Regions from separate parts of the Mus musculus genome. Here region 1 is linked to region 2. The links are chromatin contacts, called in public HiChIP or PLAC-seq maps. All regions are on one chromosome and are shown on one strand. The core of a region is the stretch at or near the end of the contact, and the rest is flanking DNA. Distances in the headings are between cores, read along the strand shown.

Region 1 (2,700 bases), core at 183-2,682, 560 kb after region 2:
ATTTAAAGTCATTGAAGGGAGACTTGGAAAAATTCACACACAACTGTTCTGTTCAGTCATACCTAAAAATGAACTGTAAGAAAAGTTAAGACTGTCCAAGGAAGACAAAATTCAGAGAAATGGAGCCTTTGTTGTTGTTGTTGTTCTTTCTCAAAGGAGATTTTACAGAGGGTCAGTGGGAACTTCTCTATTTTCTGAAGGATTCTGAATTGCTTCTAAAAAACACTAGCCTGAGGTTGAAACTGTAGGGTAGGATTGTCCTTCTCACTGTTCAATTAATTTTTCAGAGAAGGAGAAGACAGGGAAAGGCAATGATTTTTCTTCAGAAAAAAAATGCCCCTCAGTCTCAGGCTTAGAGATTTAATTCTCATTTGTCTCCTCGGGTCTCCACCATTCTCTCATTTTTCTTTTCTTAAACTAATATGCCAAACTCCAGAAGTAATTTTCAGAACAAAACCATGCCTGGAAGGGATTGTGAGTTTGAGTAAAAGTTCCCTTTAGGGTAGACAGCTCTCTCATGTGATTCACTGAGTGGTCCGCCACCCCAAGAGAGGATATAACTTCCAATGAGTACTTACCTGTCAGCTGACAGTGCCGTAAGTGTGAAGACAGACACCCCCACTGAAGTAAGTTGTATAAAGGGGATCAGTTTGCAGCCAATTCTGCCAAATAGCCACCTGTCAGCCAGGTACTTGCTGGCATCCACAGGGGCGCATGTCACCAGCAGCAGCAGGTCTCCCAAAGCCAGGCTAGAGATGAACAGGTTTGGCACGTTTCGCATGGACTTGACCGTGCAGAAGATCTTGATGAGCGTGATGTTGCCAATAAGACCTATCACGATGATAAGCCCATAAACTGCAGGGATGACATAGATGAAGCCCGGGTGAAACCAGTTGTCCATCTTGGGGGGACTCAGACTTTGATTGAAGGTGTCGTTGCAGGACAGGAAAGGGTCCACGTCCAAGTTCAGGTGGGAACAATTATTTGGAGCCATCTCAAAGCTTCTCTCTTCAAATGCGCCTTCAAGATGCTGCTTTGTAACTTCTGGGTTTTTCAGTTAGGCGCTGAAGGTTTGTCAGTTAGGCTCGCTGATCTGTGTGAGCCTCTTGATCTCTCTTTAAAACACTCTGAATTCACACACACACACACACACACACACACACACACACACACACACTGGTATTCCAAACTCTAGCTCAGTTTGTTGATGTTGGTTCTGTCCCAGCCTTCACACCACCAGCAAGCAATACATCTGTACATTCACTAAGTTAACAAGCAACAGAAACTCAGCCTGAAGAAAAGCTTAGAATTAAGCCCACTTTGTCTCAGCTCTTCCTACCTCCATCCTAGACTGAGTCTCTCTGGCTGCAGTTTACTAAGAACTTTTGGATTGCTATTTTCACACAGCATTTCCCGTCTTCCCTGATTTGTAGAACCTGAAGGTTTAAAGTGGGTAGAAAAAAACTGCACCAAGAAAGCCTCCAATCCTATAGGCAGGATGCTTTGGACGTCACTGGCTTCCCTAGCAAACGGCAGCTCTCCTGAGCTGCCGCTCTGAAGTGGAGCCAGGACCATGTATAGACAGCGAATGCCAGCCCCCTGCTGGACGCTTCAATCACTGCCCAGCTGCCTGCTTTCTTCAAATGAGAATCAGGCAGCAGATCACAACTCCTAAGTGGCTTAATAGATAGATACCTTTGCCTTTTCATTTAAGCTGGGAGCACCTAATAGCAGGCATTTAATAAATGCTGTTCGCTGCAAAGTCTGGGAATATCTCTGATACTATCTCCATGAGTTCAGATGTGACTCAGGACCCTCCTGTTTCTAATCTTTACTAATGTATTAAAATGGGACATCTAGGTCTGTGTGTGAGCTGTCCCAGTTAGTTCCCTCGGAATAGGGACTGCTACGGAGAACTGCATGCACGGACTCACACCTTAAACCTACAGCAACAGACTTCAGGAAAACCAGAAGTACGGTGCACATGTGCTCTTTCTTGAAAACTTCCCAAGCCTCTGACTATGGAGCCAGCTGCAGGCTCAGCACACATAGATCAATGGATGATCTTTTTCAAACCAAATTTAAAGCGCATTATTTTCTTTTGATCTAAAAATCATATGAGCTGGCTTTTTGGTGTAGCTTTTTGCATTTTTGGCAAGCTGTCAATTTCCTCCGAAGTATACAACGGTTGTAGATTCTCTCAAGAAACAGGAAACAAGAGACAGAGGGGGTGGGGAGCTAGTGAAAGAAATGAGTTATGGTCAAAGGAGTGCTGAGAAATACTCTATTAAAATGCTATCAGAATGAGACTTGACCTTTTGCTAGCACTAACAAGTACATCATAAGGCTATACCTTTATGGTATCTATTGAGCCGGTCCTTTTTGATATGTGTCAGAAAGCTAGTTAATAACAGACAGTGCTAGGGAAAGGCTCATATTTCAGGACCCATAATAAATAAAGAAAACTGCTTGATACCATGTCAGGGCCCACCCAGAAAGCTTCCAAAGGCATTGCCATGTACCTTTGCAGCATTTGATGGCCAGGTGACTGTGGTGCCCTTTTGGTAACATGAAAGAGTCCTTGTAGGCAGCAGTCAGAAGATTGATGATGCTACATGCTTGCAGGTAGAAGGGTTTCTTAGTGGAGTCCAGCACTGCCAGGATTGAGCCAATAAACATGAGTCTAGTGGTGTCAATCAG
Region 2 (2,700 bases), core at 14-2,513:
ACCAAACAAATGAGGAGAGCTTGACTCGAGTGGTTGGTTCTATTTGTTGTAAGAGAAGGAGGTGTGGTTTGTCCCTGAAAGAACAGAGCTGGGAGGCCAATTAGGAGGACACTGAGTGAATACTGAGTTGAGGTAGAAGCCCTGGCCCTGGCCCTGGCCCTGTGAAGTGGTTAAGTCTGAGAACTGAAAGAAACGGGGATGTGGGAGAACACAATTTTAGGGGCTAGAAAAGTGACTGTTGTTTTATTTTTTTTCTTGTCTAAGCCTGATACAGCGAAACTGCCTCCTCTTTCTAATGCGATTAGATTATTAGGAAGTTCAAAACAAACAAGCAAATAGAACTACAAATACCCTTGCCTGGGTTAATGAGGTGATTTACTAAGGAGTCTTATGTCTATACCACAGCACTTTGTAACCATACAGAGACCTGTTCAAGAGGAAAACGGTGGGGTCCTTAAGGGGTACCACACTGCTGCCAGCCTTCCCATAGCCCCTGCCAGGGTCCATATTACTGGGCGTGGAAGGTAGGTGAGGGATTTGGGGGGCTCTCGTCCTAGCTTTTTGCTGTTGTTTGCTGGGAAACCCTTTGCTGAAGTGTGCTTGTGAATATGGAGGCTCATGAGTACCCCCTTCATCCTTAAAGGGTAGGATGTCATGCCCTTCTTATCAGACTGGCTCTTTCCTGACCCCTGACTAGGGTAGTGGCTCTGAGACACTCACTGTTTTCCAAAAGCCCCTCGTGCCTCAGATCTCCAGCACTGGAGCCGCGTACTTACTTGTGGCTACAGCTTCTGCCTTGGAATCACTGAATAAGAAGAAGGCCTCATAGGGTTCTTCTGAGAGCGAGCTGGATTCCATGTGGAAGTCCCTAGGCTGCTGTCTAGCACATACAAGGTATTGCTCTAGTGGGGCTGTTGGGATAGTCAGCAGGTAGCATTTACTGTATTCATCTGTGAGCCTGTCACAGATTACCCCAAACTTCAATCTGTGACCTGTTGGTAAGACCGGGGGTCATCTGGGCATGGTGGCACATGCCTTGGATGCCAGCACTTGGCAGGCAGAGGTAGTATTGGAGCTCTGTGAGTTTAAGACCAGCCTGGTCTACATAGCAAGTTCCAAGCTAGTCAGAAATAAATAATGAGATTCTGTCTCAAGAAATAAATTCAAAAAAACAAAACAAAACTCAAAAGATCGGTAGTCAGGGGCTAGGAATGTGGTGGCTCAGTTTGTTGAGTGCTTGCCAGGAATTCATGAGTTTCTGGGCGTGATCCCCAGCAGCAACCAAAGCAGCCATGGGGGTACTACATGTCTTGAGATCTCAGCTTTCAGGAGTTAGAAGCAAGAAAGTCAGGACTTCGAGGTTATTCTCAGCTCCATGGTGGGTTTGAGTTGAGCCTGGGCTGCCTGAGACCTGGTTTCAAGAAAACAAGAAACCCACAACTACAAATAGATCCTGGGTGGCGCATGACTGTGTTGTTGGCACTTAGGAGTCACACACAGAAGAACCACCACAAATTTCAGGCCTACCACGGCTACAGTTAAGACCCTGTCTTGAGAACAAAGGAAAACAACAATAAAGAATGGGAATCAGCTGCACTAGGGGGTGTGGCTCCTTGGTGGCGTGCTTGCCAATCACGTATGAGAGCCTGGTGAAGCTCAGCACACGGGTGGGGTAGGAATGAGACTGGCTCGAGGAGAAGGGAATCACATTACCTTTGTGGCTTACAGGTTCTCTTTCTTCCCTCTACTCCTGCCTTCTTTATCTTAGATAAAGAGGCTGGGGTGAGGTTGTAGAGTGCTTGCCTAACATGCACACGACCCTAGCCTCAGCACCCAACAAGCAAAATCTATGACAGAGAACAAAGCACTGCAATGTAGGGTTAAAAGCAGGGATGACATTTAAATTGTGATGGTTGAACCTTGAAAACGAGTCATACTAAGCTGGAGAGATGGCTGGGTGGTTAAGAACACTGGCTGCTTTCCCAGAGAACATGGGTTAGATTGCCAAGCACCCACAAGGTGGCTCACAACCACCTGTAACTCTAGTTCCAGGGACTCAGATGTTGTTCTGCTATCCATTGGCCTCAGGCACTCATATGGTATGCACTTAAATGCCTGCCGTTTAAAGGCAAACCACCAGTACACATAAAATAGAATTTAAAAGATGAGTAAAATTGACATAAAATATGACTGCAAACATATAAAGTTAGGGAAAGGGAAGCTACTTAAATATTGAAAATTACTGAGTTGTTTCATAAAAATGGAAATGACATTAAAGCCCAAAAGTCGCAAGGAAAGGAGAAAGCTGGAAGCAGGCCCTGATTCTATACTTTACTTTTCTTTCTTTGTGGAGTTGGAGGTAGAGAACCTTGTGTGTACGAGACAAGTGTTCTTTCTGAGGTACACCCCAGTCGTTGGGTTTTTGAGGCTGTCTTTCAGTATGTAGCCAAGGTTTGTCTGGAATTCTCCATCCTGCCTTCACCTTCAAGGAGCTGGGGTTCTAGGCATATGCTATCATTACTTAGCTCCTGACTGGGTACAGTGTCAGGAGTGAAGACACTATGTGCAGCATTTCAGTTATTCTTGTCACACCCTCGGACCCAATGACCATTATACATAGAACGGAATCTTTGTCATCCAGGTCACTTGTTAGAAAGCCACTGAGCCAACTCTGAACCTCCATTGTGATGTGGAATGGCT

What was found. HiChIP or PLAC-seq counts read pairs in DNA pulled down with a chosen protein or histone mark.
Region 1: an H3K27ac HiChIP or PLAC-seq map of the NIH/3T3 cell line shows a contact between it and region 2, with 7 times the contacts expected there. The contact joins the promoter of Grpr here to the enhancer-like site in region 2. A contact is called at or near these places in 11 of 39 promoter capture datasets (the 3T3-L1 cell line, the C10 cell line, cranial neural crest and 6 more) and 4 of 115 datasets of contacts at active chromatin or transcription factors (the NIH/3T3 cell line, VIP interneurons, astrocytes and 1 more).

Annotation. Positions count from the first base shown.
Region 1 is chrX:163,548,304-163,551,003 of GRCm38.p6, forward strand. Grpr (gastrin releasing peptide receptor) reads right to left here and starts at 1,433. Exons shown (of 3, transcript NM_008177.3): 1 at 579-1,433. The coding sequence starts at 994.
Region 2 is chrX:162,990,333-162,993,032 of GRCm38.p6, forward strand. The region is part of intron 14 of Ctps2 (cytidine 5'-triphosphate synthase 2); the gene reads left to right. Among named protein-coding and RNA genes, the nearest start is that of S100g, 27 kb to the left of the region's middle. Within about 2 kb of position 1,264, at least 37 of the 459 cell types and tissues checked have an H3K27ac peak or open chromatin away from gene starts, as enhancers often do. A contact at or near this core is called in the NIH/3T3 cell line, astrocytes and embryonic fibroblasts, where this site is marked.